2 separate regions of the Anas platyrhynchos genome follow, and region 1 is linked to region 2. Evidence: chromatin contacts called from public Hi-C data. All regions are on one chromosome and are shown on one strand. The core of a region is the stretch at or near the end of the contact, and the rest is flanking DNA. Distances in the headings are between cores, read along the strand shown. Region 1 has its middle 48 kb from the start of SPP2. Region 2 overlaps LOC101802378 (UDP-glucuronosyltransferase 1A1).

Evidence for each region. A called contact is a pair of places that touch in the nucleus more often than the background predicts.
Region 1: a Hi-C map of skeletal muscle shows a contact between it and region 2, with 6 times the contacts expected there. The contact joins two enhancer-like sites. A contact is called at or near these places in 2 of 8 Hi-C or Micro-C datasets (skeletal muscle and subcutaneous adipose tissue).

Annotation. Positions count from the first base shown.
Region 1 is chr7:29,964,448-29,967,147 of IASCAAS_PekinDuck_T2T, forward strand. No RefSeq gene overlaps it. Among named protein-coding and RNA genes, the nearest start is that of SPP2, 48 kb to the right of the region's middle. Within about 2 kb of position 1,409, at least 1 of the 8 cell types and tissues checked has an H3K27ac peak or open chromatin away from gene starts, as enhancers often do.
Region 2 is chr7:29,794,552-29,797,251 of IASCAAS_PekinDuck_T2T, forward strand. All of the region lies in intron 1 of LOC101802378 (UDP-glucuronosyltransferase 1A1), which reads left to right. The region is part of intron 1 of LOC119717543 (a long non-coding RNA gene); the gene reads right to left. Among named protein-coding and RNA genes, the nearest start is that of USP40, 32 kb to the left of the region's middle. Within about 2 kb of position 1,325, at least 2 of the 8 cell types and tissues checked have an H3K27ac peak or open chromatin away from gene starts, as enhancers often do.

The DNA.
Region 1 (2,700 bases), core at 159-2,658, 170 kb after region 2:
CTGGGACAGGGCCTCACTGCCCTCATTGTGAAGAATTTCTTCCTTATATTTACTATAAATCTACCCATTTTTAGTTTAAAACCATTATCCCTGTCGTATCACTACGTACCTTTGCAAAAAGTCTCTCCCATCTTTCCTATAAGCCCTCCTTAAGTATTGAAAGGCCTCCCTAAGGACCCCCCCAGGACCTTCTATTTTCTTGTCTAAACACCATCTCTCTCAGCCTTTCTTCATTTCTCTTCTCTTCCAGGCAGCGTCCAGACAAATCCATTGCCAGAGCCATCAAAAGCAGCTATTTTGAGCTGTTTCACCTTGGATTCACGGCTCCTTTCACCTCCTCCTCTCACAAATCTGTCCTTCCCTGGAACAGCACTAGTCATACCTTGTGATTTCATCCCGAAATGGGAACCAGCTGCAAGACCAAGCTATCTGTATCTCCCTGTCCGTCACTGAGCCACAGGCACAGTGGGGTGCTGATAACGTTCTTCAGGTGTCAGTCAGTGGGTTGCTCATCTTATGCGCAGCATTCAAAGCAAGACGGCCTCCAACTGGGTTTGGTGTTCACTGGCTGAAGCAAGAGATCCTATTTCTAGGCTTGCCCTATCTTCTGATCATAATTCAGTGGTGCATTAATATCAAGGTTGCTTCACCTACCTGTGTGCATTTAAAAAGAGGATTTCTCTAGAGGAAGCTTTTAGGAGCAGTTGTTCATGTGGGTCAGAAGCCAGCTGATGTACAAAAATCTCAATCACTAAGTTACAAAACACCAAAATTAAAAAACAAATAAATTGCAAACAGCAGCAAAAATACTTTTCATATTGGTCGAGTGCATGCCAAAATGTGGTTGGAGTTCTCATCAAAGCAGTTTGGACCCCTAAAATCAGCACAGGGTACCACATCCCATGTGACAGCACCCTGCAGAGTAATTTGTAAAGCAAAAATCAGGAGGAAGGCTCAGGCAGCCTGCTGGTGGCTGCTCCTGCACTAAGGCATGTAGGTATGGGGTTGTGGAAGACAGGCTGGGTTTGTGGACCCCAAAAAGTGAGTCTGGACAAAATGGCTGCATCTCCATTCCTCTAGCAGACTGCCATGCTGCATGAGGAAGGAAGATTTTAAATAGGGAGAAGCAGGGAATAAAAGGAGCAGGTGAGAGGAGGAAGAAGGGGGAAGACAACAAATGACTGTTCATTTAGCACATAGAAACCAAGATGCCATTAATTAAGATGCCAAGGGAGGAGACAAAATTCTGTAATTGCCTCTCCGCCAATGTAAGGAGCCTGGGTAATAAACAAGAGAAATGGGAATTGCTCACTTACAGAGCATAAATTTGACCTAGTTGGTATCACTGAAACCTTCTGGGAGGAATTTGCATGATTAGAATGTATAAAAGAAATCAGTGCTCATAACCTGTTTGGGAAGGGGATGTGTGAGCTCTGAAATGGCATTATCTTTACAAGTCATGGATGGCTGGAGGGCTGTTATCTCCAGCACGTACCCTGCCAGCGCACAGGGAGAGCACTAGCTGCTGTCTGCTCTTGAATGACTAGACTAGGGTGTCTGACGGGAGGGTCATTAGCCTCCTCCTCCGCAAAATGCGAAATAAATTCCTACCGGGGGAGCCGTCTGCATGATTCATCCTGACATTTGCAAAGCCTCCCCAGGACTGTAAGTCCTATCTAAAAACTCTCAGGATTTACCAAAAGTGTCTCTAAAGCTGGGTTCCCTGCAGAGCCATGCTGACTTAGACTTTTGTCTGGGCTGAGAAATATGGAAAGACAGTTAAAATGAAAGTCAGCCTTTTCTTCAATGCAAGCAATCACATTAAGCTTTTAATGCACTGACAAAGCAAATGCTAAATGAATGAAAAATCATCTTATGTGTTCAAAGGGGAAAACCTGAGACTTAACATAGTCAAGAGAAAATAGCTGTGAGAAAACAAAAGTCAAAGTGAGGTTACTGTTCCTCAAAAAAAAAAAAAAAAAAAAGTACTAGGCAATCAGAAATATCACGATTCAAGGAAGATTGCTCTTCTAAAAACCTTGGGATGAAAGACCAGTGTAAGTGGTGAGACATGTAATCTTCATGAGTGGATAGAAAAGCAGGGATGGATTTGATGCAGTCAGTTATTTCGCTTCTAGTTTATATTGATTTGGAGCAGACAGGACTTAGATAATTCAACATCCAGCAGAATTCACAAAAACTTAAAGAATCTTTGCAATGGAATACCAAAAATAATATCACTAAGAATAATGCAGAGAGCAATTGTCTTCTGCATCCTTGTGGCTGAAATCCTCAGGAATAGCCACTGTGTTGGATTTCTTTTTCACCCTCCAAAGAACAATCATGCATTTGCTACTTACTTCCATTGGGGCCATTTGTTTCAAACAACATACAATATCTTGGTAGGAACTGAACTTGCTGCAGCCTCAGTCCCTGACCTGGTACACCACACACTAACACTCCTAGATCTTGCACTCCAGCATGCATTTCAAGAAAGTCCACAGGGAAAACCCCTCCAGCACTGCCAGGTCTGAAGAATGTCTCAGATTTAGTAATCCTTTGTGTCAGAACCCCATCTCCCAGTCATTCCTCCTATATCCCAAAAACATTACTTTCTGTGCAGGAAAGTACATGCCAATGGTGAGCCCACAGCACAGTTCTCCTCTACGGAGGTACCTGATAATGTTTTTCTCTTCTACA
Region 2 (2,700 bases), core at 75-2,574:
ATGCTAGGCTTGTTCTCTTTCTTTCTGGAGCTTGGCAGCTTGGTCTTCCCTCAGGATGGTAGTCAATGTCTTTTTCTTATGTGCCAAGGACTTTCACATCCAGTTCAGATCACATCACATTTACAGAATGTGTGAAAAAACCTCCTGGTTAGGTTTTCAGATCATTTAGTTTGCTGTTTTATTTAAAACAAGAGAACTTATAACCCAAATGGATACTTTGCTAAAGAGTTCCAGTACTATTATTTCTCTGTGAAGAAACTCAAAAGCTATGACTGTGTTTGAGTATCCATGGCCAATAATCCAAAAATATGGTCTATATTGGAAGCATCAACTGCGAGCAGAATAAACCATTACCAGAGGTTTGTCATTGTTTAAGTTGAGAGTATTGCAGCATTTATTAGCAATAATTTAAGATTTGCTTTTTTTTGGTGCTTTCTATATTCGTTCTACATTTATGCTTGAGGCGATACATGATTGACTACCAGGATGGCATGATTCAGAAGCAGGAATCTCAGGCTCTGATAGATGGCCACCAGAACCTAGCTTTGTTGCATGGCAAGCACACAAAGGGTTTCTGTCAGGGAAAGCTTAGGGGGAGTTGTATAAGGTACATAGCAGCATGGGTATGGCTTAGCTTGGCCTAAGCATATTGCCATAAAATTAAACACAGCATGCATGCCTTGAGTGTCTAGATAAATGACAACATAATTCTATGTCAGAAGATTTAATATCCGTAATGGAAGAGGAATATTGATTAACTGCAGGAGACTTGATAGGACAAAGAGTGGAAAGGCAGAACTAATTCTGTGGTAAACCCAGGCACATATGGTGTGCCATAGAGATTGATAATGTGGCTGAACACCCCAAAACCTAGCAGGGCAGGCAACCAAACACAGGAAAGGGAGCTCTCCTGACTCTGAGTTTGTAAGAAGCAGAGTAAGACAGTGTATAAGAGGATGATTTGAAAAAGAAGCCTTCAGGTTTGTAACTATCTACCCTCTCTCCCTGACTTGTCTAAATCTCCCTAGTGGGCTGCATAAATAGTGCAGACATCAGTCATTTATTTTGTGTTTCAGACCACAGCGGTGTTGCAACTGCAGAAGTGATGCAAACCTGGCAATTACATTTACTACTGTAGACCCAGGGCTTTCACTTTGATAACTGCTACTATATACAAACAAATCTGAAGGTAAACCTTATCAGCCCCCTGGCTATCACATCTCTATCAATCATTACTTCTTGTTTAGGCTGCCTCGATGGCACAAAATATTCCAAAGGTCAGACATCTGAACGGACTCAAGGCTGGGAGTTGATAATTCACTGGATATCAGCCCCTGGGTAGTGACAGTGACTGCCTGGCTAGTGCTGCCTCCCATTCATGACTCCGTCGTTCAGCTTTTCAGTGCAATGCATCGCCTGTTGCTGGGCGTCTCTCCCTCAACCATCTGAATGCTCTAATGTTCATTCAAACATTCAACTTTACCCTGCGGTACCCGTTTGCCTAAAACCTTCACTGTGTGCACAGATAATAAATGCAACCTTTACCCAAAGTTAAAGATTACCCTAATTTCTGCTAGCGTTCAGCCCACTGGGAATTAAACATTTACCTTCATAAAATTTGAAGAGCAAAGTACCCCACAAGCCATTATTTGTCCCTCGCCATAGTTCTGCATCCACTTAAAACCTTGCTGGCTTTCCACAGTGCAAGGAAAATGGCCTTTGTGAATCTGGGATTTAATTTTCTTACCTCCTGGGCTGTGTTTTTCCTGCTCCTGTGGAATTTTTGTGAAGGTGGAAAGCTTTTGGTTGTACCCATCGATGGCAGTCACTGGCTCAGCATGCGCCCGATTGTGGAGCGGCTCAGGCAGAGAGGACATGAAATAGTGATTGTTGCGCCAGAGATAAACCTGCGGATAGATTCATCAGTGCACTATACCATGAAAACATACTCCGTGCCTTACACCAGGGAGTACGTGGAGGCAGAATTTAAAAAGCTAGGCTATAGGAGTTTCACACCTCAACCCTTCTTGGAAAAATTCTCCAAAGTGGCAAATATCACAAAAATGTTTTTTGATTCCTGCAAAATGCTTCTTTCTGATAAAGAGCTGATCAAATACCTTGAAGAAAGCACATTTGATGCTGTTCTTATGGATCCTTTTTTCCCCTGTGGACAGATTCTGGCTGAACATCTCTCCATACCTTCCGTGTACCTCGTGCGGGGACTGCCGTGCAGCCTGGACTTCCATGCTACCCTCTGCCCAAATCCTCCTTCTTACATTCCTAGGTTCTTCACACGCTACACTGATCGCATGGGCTTCCTCCAGCGTGTGGTCAATGTCATCGTTAGCTTGAGCAATTCCCTAACCTGTAGTCTTTTTTATTCACCGTACGATATTTTGATCAAAGAATTCCTTCAGAAAGAGGCAACACTGCTAGAAATTTTAAGCCATGCATCTATTTGGCTCATGAAATATGACTTTGTGTTTGAGTATCCCAGGCCTGTCATGCCTAACATGGTCTTGATTGGAGGCATAAGCTGTACTCAGGAAAAACCATTGTCAAAGGTTAGTTAATTCTTTTTCTCCGTTTGTCTATGACTGCACTGCTTCCTCACACCGTTAGATGGGGCTCCTATCAGGGACAAACAGCAACAGGCGAGCAAGCTGGAGGTGGCTGAGGAAAGCTCTTGGCACCAATTCA